Linked DNA regions of Zea mays: region 2 is linked to region 1. Evidence: chromatin contacts called from public Hi-C data. All regions are on one chromosome and are shown on one strand. The core of a region is the stretch at or near the end of the contact, and the rest is flanking DNA. Distances in the headings are between cores, read along the strand shown.

Region 1 (5,212 bases), core at 1,208-3,707:
GACGGCGGTCACTTCGGCTCTGCCGGCTGGGGGGCGTGCGTCAGGATAAAGGTGTCAGGCCACCTTTGCATTAAATGCCCCTGCGATTTGGTCGGTTGGGGCGGCGATTTGGTCAGGGTTGCTTCTTAGCGAAGGCAGGGCCTCGGGCGAGCCGGAAATACGTTCGCCGTTGGAGGGGGGCCTCGGGCGAGACGGATATCCTCCGGGGTCGGCTGCCCTTGTCCGAGGCCAGGCCCGGGCGAGGCGTGATCGAGTCGCTCGAACGGACTGATCCCTGATTTAGTCGCACCCATCAGGCCTTTGCAGCTTTATGCTGATGGGGGTTACCAGCTGAGAATTAGGAGCCTTGAGGGTACCCCTAATTATGGTCCCCGACAGTAGTGTAGTGGTATAGGAGGGTATGCGCGAGAGAGAGGTTGCGAGTTCGAATCTCACCATTCACAAAACATATAACTTTGATTCAAAATAATAGTGAAAAATGATAGGGCAATAGGTAAGGTAAAAGGTATGGTTGAAGGTTGGAGAGTTGTTCCTATAATTTTTAAAAAAAAATGTTTTGATATTTTTTTATTTTTTTTATTATTAATTTGCTGAGTGCTTTTCGACACTCGACAAATTTTTTTGCCGGTAGTGAGTAATACGTAGTGCAGTTTTATGGATTCCTCCAAAACTTTGATGCCAAACACGTCTCTAAGTGAAGCTGGCTAAAGGACAAATAAGGGACTAACATCATAAAGGCTAACCCCTCAAAATCACTAGGATCCTAGATTCTATTGTACCTTTGTCTTCTTTGTGTACAACCTACGTACATTTGTTGATGCAACTTTTGTTACCTTTCCGATGTCCTTTACATCGCTTTATCGTCCTTACCGAATGATCCTCTACCCAAACAGCGCCAACGTGTACAGTACCAACGGTTAGCTGAAAGAATAGAATGATGAAGGATGGTTGGCACTAGGAAAACGCAAAAAAAAAAAAAAAAAAAAACGGCCCAATGCATGTTGCACAAGACGTGTCAACATGTTGACAAGAATGTAATAATTACAAGTGTTTTCATCGGAGAAAGTTGCATTGATGATGGCCCAATGACAGTGTACGCATGATTCCAACTTGATGGAGAAATGAGTAGCGCGTATCTCGCTCCATCATACTATCATAGTAGGCGGCAGCAGCGCATGCATGTTATGCGTGCTCTACGCGCATAATGAGGGAACTGTAAAGTAAAGTAGCAAGAGAGGTGTTTGGAAAGCCAGGTGCATGCAAATCCTTGGGAAAAATAATGGATCCTGGGCGCCATCTCTGTCCAGCTGAACCCTTTTCGTATACTAGATGCATGCTGCATAGGCATTAATTGGGAAAGCCAGCCAGCCAGGGCGCCATTGTATTCAAGTCCAATTTTGGTCCATCCAACGGTCCAACCGTTCGGCCATTCGAAGTTCGGATGTCAATTTTCTTCTTTTATACGTGCAGTTTGACGTGACATAGTTTCATAAAGTGCCTGATTAGTGATAATAAGTGAATCAAAAGAGCTCCTTGCTCTCCTCAAAGAAATTTCTTCGGGAAAAAAAAAAGGGAACGCGACCCTCCGTCGGTCCGTCCTGACTCCAGCCTGGGGTCCTGGCCGATCCACATGTTTGTCTGTTTGGCGCGCGGCGCGCCGCACATTACACGTACACGCATTTGGTACAGCTAACCGTGAGCAGCGCGCAGCAATAGGAGGTACGTACGGGGGCTCCGAACCGTTCCAAATTGTAAAGTTTTTTTTTTATTTTTTTAGAGAAATAAAATATCTCAAATTTAACAGAAGTACATGAAAAGGCACAAAGTTTTACAACATCAAATTGGTACAGTGTGCGGCGGGCGGGAGGGAACATATATGTGCAGTGCAGTGACACTAGCTAGGCAGTGCAGGCCACGCCGACAGATGGGTACACTGATGGATGGGTGCGCACTCATGCATCTTACCCATACTCGATCCCATGCATATGGATGATGCTGTCTGGATTGTGGCTTGCGTTAGCGGCTCCTCCAGGACTCCAGGCCATCATCCCTGATCTCCCACGCGACCACGCGTTAATAAATTTCGGGCAGCGATTGACATGTACGCCGCCGTGCACCGCGCATGTGGATGCTTGCGGCCCTCAGATCGGATCCGGTCCAGTCCAGGCGATCCGTGCACGACGTAGCCCGGCCGGCCCCCTCGCGTGGGGCTCGTGTGCCGGCAGCCGTTGCCCTGTGACGACGACCGGGCGTCGATGATGCGGTCGCGTCGGTTACAGCTTTACAATGGCATGCATGAGGTTCCAGAGAGCAGTAAACGCCAAGAGAAGAGCGAGAGAAGACCGGATCGACGACGCGATCGCAACAGGCCGGGACGCTGAGCTACTGAGCATGGGATGGAACGGATGCACACGATATATGATGCAGCGAGACGTGCAGCGTACATGGCTCATGGGCGCGGGCCCACCGTCCCGGGGTGGTGCTCCCTGCTACTGCGAACCGGCCGGGTGGCCCTCTGCCGCTGGTTGGCCTGGCGTGCGTCCGCGCGAGGCCAGCGGCACATGGCCATGTTAGTTAGGAGAGGAGGGGCGCTGGTGGTGGCCTTGTGGTTGTGGGAGATCCCATGCGTGTCGCTGCGCGTCGTCGTATCCGATCCACCTGCACGTACCGTGCGTGTGCGCTGGCTGCGTTCCGTTGGATTGGACCTGAGCACCAGACCCCTTCTAGCTATTTACGACTCTCTCTAGAGCTAGTCGCTCCAGTCCCCCCTCCCTGCACGGCTAGCACTACCCATGCCATGAGTCATGACGAACCTCACTCTAAGTAGTCCGTGGATCGTCACTCGATGGATGGATGGATGGATGATCCTCTCACGAATGGGATCTGTGCGCTGTACATATTTCCTGCTGGTTAGTAGGAACAAGCCGTTTGGAACCTTCTTTCTCCGCGAGCCCGGCCCAACCCCTCACGTGCCACTGCCACCCACATCGATCTCGATCGTCTTCGCCTCCACTGCCTGCGCATACGTTTCTTCTATGCCATCCACACATCCACTTGCGCCCGCCCCTGCGCCGACGGCTAATTCGCCCACGGCACCACCTGAGCCTGCGGTTGTTAACTAAGCATTGCTCCTAATTAAACTACTGCTAGTTGGCCCTGGAATGAACGGGGAACGTGCTGCCAGTGCTACCGCCCCGCCGGCTAGCTAGCGTCCTTGGTGGCAAACGCTGGGGCAGAAGAGAATGTCCCAGCGGGGCTAATTAATAAACAGAACATCCGCTGCATGCCGTCGTGTTTTAGATTATTATTATTGCTGCTAGTGCTAGACGCAGAGCCAGAGTAGAGTTCCCACGACCGCAGTTTCGGTATCGCCGTTTCATTTGGGCCTCAGGCAGGCCCATTGGTCTGGTTTCATTCGGCCTCAGGCCGCCCATCCAATCCAACGGTCCTCTGGCTAGTTGTCGTGCTGCTTGTGCAAAGCTGTGGCCTAACAATTTTCCGCCGTTGCCCCTGTTTGAATTTCAACAAACATTACACGGTGCAAAAGACAAAATCCAAACGACAAATCATTGTGGTACAAACAACACAACAGATCCAGATTACGTTTCAACCGCAATTCCGCAAACACTTGCATTGGCTGACGAGTTGTGAGGGACGGTGACGTGGGCTAGCTAGTAGGTGCTTTGGGGGCCCCGAAAATCGCGGCAAAACTTTTGTTCTTCTTTACCCGTCTAGCGTCAGACGAGCCAGGCAGAGGCCGAATCGGCCGAGCAGCGCCCCAACACGTCGTCGGGGTCTCGGCGACGTACTCAGCGCTTTTCCGAGAAATGCATGGCACCAGCCCTGCATCCCCATGCTGGTCGTTGCCGTTCTTCTTCCCTGTCGCTGCAGCCGGATTTTAGGACAGTCAGAAACGGGCGATGTTTAATCATATCGCCACGGATGAGATTTGGTTCTTCCTCTTTGCACTGAACCTGGAACGGAAAAAGAAAAAAAGAAAAAACTGTTGTTCAGACCAAATTTTATGAAAACCATAGTGTTTCGACGGCCCAATTATTCCCAGATGGGCTGTGCACATATCATAGTTTCCTACTTTGTGTGTGAGTGAATAACCTAAGCTGGTTCTCCTTCTAAATAGTTTTAATTTCGTCTTAGGTTCCCTATCTCTTAAAAAGATCATAATTGTAGGATTCCAAGGTGTGAAATCCATCTGGTTTCGAGGTACAAAAGATAAGAGTAATCAGAGTAGAAAAGTAAAAGGTGAGACATGATCAAGATAAGGTAAGTATGGAATGAATCATAGTAAGGTAAGTAGGTAAGAGTTTGTCCATTTCTATCTAGGTTTCGTCCTACAGTCAACATTTCCTCTGATACCACTTCTGTCACACCCGGCTTTAAGGAATAAAGCCAGGTGCATCTCATACATGCGCCAAGAAGACAGCATATATAATAACAGAGTGTATAGAGATAAATGTCACAAAACATCAGAGTATTATTGTTAGGATTTATGGGCTTGGCCCAATTAAGAAATTCAAATAAATCCCAGAAAAGCTCAAAAGCCCATACAAGAGGATGGCTAGAGGATAGGTGGAACCATTAGCACCATATTGCTAGCTCCAGTGGAGTAGAGCTAGCTTAAATATGGAAGCCACACTCACTCACCAAGTCATGGATGAGAGGAAAGAATGTGGAGAGCCACACGCGCGCGCGCGCTCGCTCGCCTGGCCTGGCCTGGGCGGGGCGAAGGACGCACGACATGCGCGTGAATGGTCCGCCGAAATCCGGTCCCTCGCCTTGCGGGGGCGCGACTACCTTTTGCCGTTCGATTTTTTGGTTTCTTGACTGTTACGTCTATGCTAACCGATCGCTATAAAATCTCAACTGATTGCGAGATTTTCGTGGGCGGATAAGACCAGGGGTCGCGGACTCGGCCCTATAAAAGGAGCCCGGCAGCCAGCCTCCAAATCATCCCAATTCGCTTTCGCCTCTCTTCACAGCTGAGCCGCCTTCTAGTTCTCTTCATCCCAATCGTAGAGGTGCATCTGCGATTAGGAGAGCAGGTCTCCGGAACCCTTCGTCTTCTAGATCCTGCACCAGGAGAGGCCGAATAAGGTTTTTGGGAAGCGTCTTCACGCGACTGCTCGTGATCTGACTGACCTCGTCGACCCTACTAATTTCGCTACTTCGACGTCGTCGACCCTGCTGATTCCGG
Region 2 (5,212 bases), core at 1,863-4,362, 67 kb after region 1:
TTTACTGACAGAGACGACGCACTTACTTGCACAGTATTGTTGGAGAAGTCAAGGAGCCAAAACCCCAGAACGTACACGATCGCAGCATGCCAACGAGGGCCGTGGTAGAGGCTGTGTGTTGCACGTACGTACGTCATATGTGTCAGATCAGTTGGTAATAATGGTGCTCGCTAGCTGATACCAAATTAAGCGAAAGGTAAAAAGCTATATATATATGATGGCATCGCGCAAGGCGGCGGTTCACCTGCAGTGTTCCTTTGTGTCCCCTAGAGCAGCTCCGATGTCGGACGAGAAGCCAACAACAATGACCTACACAGCATGATGAACTCGGAAAATATTAGTCGGGAGGAGCGTTAAAGAAAGAAAGAAGAAACAGGAAACAGCTGCCAGCCAGTGACTTTTGGTTGCTGTTCCAGGTTCAGAGGTTCTCACGGCAAGGCAGATGAGCATGCATCCTATCAGGATAAATGGCCTGCGTCTTCCCCATCTTGCTGTGCACCTATCGCTGTACAGGCCAACCAGCGGTTGGACCTGCAGTGCAGGAGGTGGAAGGAGAGGGTTCATGTATAAGTGAAAAAATAACGGCGAGCGTAGACGCTGTGTATTAGGATAGAATAGAATCGATTGGGTCCCGTGCTTACCACTAAGCCAGCAATAGGACCGCATAGCCACATGAATGAAGTGAGGGCATGTGAGAGCCCCAGAGTCTGCACAGACACACAGGTAAAATCCAGACATCAGTAGGTCCATATACAGTTTATTAATTTCAGACCAATGAATTCACCAGCATGTTTAGCACTAACAAGGAAAAACTACGCAGTGTTACTTGTAGATGATTCAGAGAAACCAGTCAGAGTAGTTCAGTTATGTTGTCATGAATTATTATTATTTAGTTGGGCTGTGCATGCTGACTTGTCGATCGAGGTACTTGAGATCTCGGACATACATATCTTTTTTTCCCCTTCTAATTAAAAGAACAGACAGGACATATATAGAATATATCTGGCCTGAACCTAAAGCTGCCGCGCGCCTCCCTCGATCTCTTTTGATCTGGCCATTCATCAGGGGGTGCAGAGAGTGCGGTTAGGCGACGTGCCAGATCAAACCTGCCAGATACGCCTGCACATGCACCAACCGGCTCGACGATGGCACTTGGCTCAACGAGCCTATATGCCCTAGCTACGCGGGCTACGGCAGGCAGCAGCATAATGAACTTTATCCAAAAGGTGCACGACGAGCGAATAGGCACGGATATAAATGTTCCCATGGCTACAGAAGAAAGAAAAAAAGAAGGACGGGAATAATTGTGTGTGCTCTTGGCTTTGAAACATTTCAGATCCGACATGATCGATGGACAGGTACGTAACTAGCTAGCTAGCTAGCTCGATCGGAGAGTTCTTGTTCTTGTTGCTACATGTTAACAACGAACGAAAGCGCGGAAGGTTGCGGTTTGTTAGGCACGGCCATACGTAATAACGTGTGTGGTCTTTTGTCTCGGAGCTTTGGGCGGCGCGCGGGCCGATGCACAGGTTTCCTTTAGGCTTTATCCGGCCGCCGGCCGGGGTAGCGGCGGTAGGGCCTTTTGGAAACTTCTGGCTGGGCAGCGAATTCATTCGACGAGAGAGACGTGCGTACTGCATGCAGCTGAGGTACACACACGGCACACGGTACACCGACCGACCATGCAGGCAGGGCAGGCACCGTCTTCCTTCCGACGATCCTGCGTCTTTTTCGGCAAGGCTATCTGCTTCTTCGGTCATGCATATGCTAGGGCCTAGGGACCCAAGACTGGCACATACGAGGTGGCAGATGAAAGTACAGTAGTGTATTAATACTGGCAGGTGGTCACAACAATACCAGTGCCTACTGTACGTCACACACACACCACGTCTGCCGTGCACATAGAAACGTTTCTGAAAGGTTTGACTTTTGTATGTGCATGCAATGAAAAGAAGGAAGAGAGAAGAAGCTGTGTTCTTCCCAGCTTATTTCGGCAGTAATTAGCCGGTCCGGAGGAAAAGTAGGCACAACATATATATTTGGGTGGCGGAGCAGGAAGTAAGGGACGAAGCAGGATTTCCAGTTTAATTATTTCGATCGTGAAGCACTGCTCCAGTTCATACGGAGTATATAATTCATCTAAACAAAACCACCCACATACATCAAGTAGAAACGACCAAGTGTATACGTAGCTATCAGCTGCAAGTTTTTTTGGCCACACATGTGTACGTGCAGATATATATATGCTGATTCTCAGTGTGTACTACGTGCTTACTCTACTTTTTTTTCTCTCGTGGGTTTGACGAGACAAAGACAGGATCAAACGTCCATTACGTCGTTACTGGTCATCGAAAAGATGCTCTCTGCCTTTTTCAAATTCAAACTACTACTCATTAAATGTGTGTATATGGCACCTGCTTATTATTAGCTTTTGTAAAATAGCGGTTGAATATAGAACATCATGCATGATCGGCGGTAGTATCGTTTATTTGCAAGCAAGACACGTACGGCGCTCGCCGTGCATGCCGCCCCGCCGCATGTACACGCACGTATAGTATACGTGCACACGCGCGGAGGCGCGATCTCGCGTCGCGTGTCGGTGGTGACGATGAAGGGTATGTAGCTAGGCAGTACGACGTCTATATGTGTGTGTGTATACCTGCACGTAGGGCGTGAGGAGGGAGAGCTGCAGCGCCCAGCCGTACTGCACGCCGCCGGCGACCATGCCGGCGAGGATGAGCCTGCCGAGGCTGATCGGCGCCACGTGGTCCGCCGCCGCCGCCGCCGCGCCGCCGGTGCCGCGGACCCCCACGGACAGCTCCAGCTCGCCGTCGCCGCGAGCCATGGCGGGCGAGCACACGTACGTACCAGACCGGTCGTACGTCGATCAGGCGCGCGGCCGCGATAGCTGAGAGAGATTATATGTATGTGATCGAAATCGAAGGGGATGATTAACCAGCACGGGGGGGGGGGGGGGGGGAGCAACGAACAAGAGAGCTTTGGGAGGCGCAGGAGGGTTCTCGGGAGATAGACGAAAATGGAAAGCGCTGTGGGGGAGGAGGAGCGAGGTGCGCTGCCTGAGAGCGCGGGTAGTGAGGAGACGTGAGGTGTGGTGTGGGTGTGGGTGTTTGGAGCGGGGGAGATGGTGTGGCATTTAAAGGCCGTGGCGCGCGACGACCCCGGCCGGCCCAGCCCGGCCCGCGGCCTGGCGTGCGCGGACCACGCTAGCTGCTATGCGATGCGAGCCTAGCCTGCCCGCGGATGCGGCCACTCGTCCCGCCATCCTACCAGCACTCACTCCCCCAGGGCGCAATTATTAATTACTGCTATGCTAGGCCCACGGCACAGCCCACAGGGTGCTGCAGCCTGCAGGAGTGCCTGCCTGCCTTATCCATCTGCAGCCGCTGCCTCCAGATCGTCCGGTCTAGCTTCGCCAGGCTGCGAATCCTCTATCACCCCCCGGGTGCACCTAGCGATTCCACTCCAGTTTCGGCCATGCACAGGCGCCGCCCGGATCGCCTGTGGCTGCGCTTCTTGGCTGGCCTGGCTGATCTGTTCGTGTCGTCAGTCGTATCGTCACTAGAGAACACGCACAACCTAGCGGTACTACGAATGGTCCACTGCGTCTGCATCTGCGTGCGTTCGTCCAAGCAGAGAGTGACGTGCTGGGGATGGATGGAGAGTCCCACAAACACGTACGCCGCACAAGCCGCAACCATGTCGCTCGATGGTACCTACCTTCATCGTAATACACGTGAGCCTTTGTGCGGATGGCCGTTTTTCTTCTTCTCAATTCTCCAACTAGGGATGGATCCATAGGATATGCCGGATAGAGCGACCATGGTATACCATATATGTAGTGCAGGTGCAGGACCAACACATATTAAACACTGAAGTTTTAAACTATATGGAAAACATTTACAGCTTCAAGCACCAGAGAGAATGTGATTAGGTGGTCTGTAGCTTTTGGGCTCATATCTTGGAGATTGGCTGGTTTGATCCCTTTGTGGTGCGATATATTTTATTTTTTATTCTCTTATGTATTACTCCCTCCGTCTCACAAAGGATGTCGTTTGACTTTCTTGAGGCCAACTTTGATCAATTTGTTTTATTCAAAATATTTGTGAAAATATAGAAAACTTTAGTTTATTGTTAAAGTAAATGGTATGATAAACTAAACCGTAATGAAAATAAATGATAATTATGAATTTTTTTGAATAAAATGAGCTGGTCAAACATGATCTCAGAAAAGTCAAACGACATTTTTTTAGAGACAGAGGGAGTATTATATACTACGGATCAAATTCTCTATATATTCACTATAATGATGTATTTAATTTTTTTATGTTCTCCATTTTCTACTAATATTTTCAATTTATTTAAAACAGCTTTAAGACCCTCTTTATATTTTCTTGTATTGATAGCAATAGAGATTTTAATTAAACAAATCTTCAATAGCTTCTCCGATCAGAATGACAAATATTGCCAAAATGACTTCTCCAATTAGATCACCGTACGTTGCCATTTTTTTACCTCTTTGGTAGCTAAAATCGAGGGATAAAATAGGAATTTTTATTTAAATAGTTTTCTTAATTTATCTCTTTGCAAATTATTTTTCTATTTCCCATGTAGCGCTTTATTTTCGTATTTCCTCTCTAGTGCATGATATTACTGAGCTACACTATGATTTTGTTTTACTGTATTTTATCCTATACAAGTTAACTACTAAGCCTTAAGTTTTGTTTTATCCTAGGAGTTGGAGCATACGAGGATGCGTGAGGACTTACTTTTTGGCTATGTGTTGGTTTGATGAATTTGTAATGTGAAGTATGTGAGTTGTATGATGTGTGTGAATGGATATCTATTATATGCTTGATGTTTTGTTTAAACTGGATGAGAAAATGGGAAAACAGGATGCTGGGTTTGCAGCAAAACAGGTTAACTCCCGTCGACTATAGTAAAGCCGATCGAAGGGAGTTTTAGCTGATGTGACCTTAATTACCATCGACTGGTGGTATCAATGGGAGTTATTACCCCATGCACGGTAACTCCTGTCGGCTACAATGAACCGCTAGAAATTAAATAATTCTGGAATTGTAATTCCCGTCAGCTAGGTACGGACGAAAATTAACCTTTTACCAACGAAGATAACTAACTCTCATCATTATATGTTAATTCCATTCGGTTCTTAGCCTACTGCCGAATCACTGTT

What was found. Hi-C and Micro-C count contacts between places; a contact is called where the count stands out from the background.
Region 2: a Hi-C map of tassel shows a contact between it and region 1, with 4 times the contacts expected there. The contact joins the promoter of LOC541615 here to the enhancer-like site in region 1. A contact is called at or near these places in 4 of 25 Hi-C or Micro-C datasets (ear, leaf and tassel).

The regions. Positions count from the first base shown.
Region 1 is chr1:15,132,589-15,137,800 of Zm-B73-REFERENCE-NAM-5.0, forward strand. No RefSeq gene overlaps it. Among protein-coding and RNA genes, the nearest start is that of LOC100283939, 44 kb to the left of the region's middle. Within about 2 kb of position 2,458, at least 20 of the 20 cell types and tissues checked have an H3K27ac peak or open chromatin away from gene starts, as enhancers often do. A contact at or near this core is called in ear, leaf and tassel, where this site is marked.
Region 2 is chr1:15,198,702-15,203,913 of Zm-B73-REFERENCE-NAM-5.0, forward strand. LOC541615 (sucrose transporter 1) reads right to left here and starts at 3,113. Exons shown (of 13, transcript NM_001305791.2): 1 at 2,991-3,113; 2 at 2,660-2,908; 3 at 642-707; 4 at 433-531; 5 at 245-309; 6 at 27-111. The coding sequence starts at 2,845.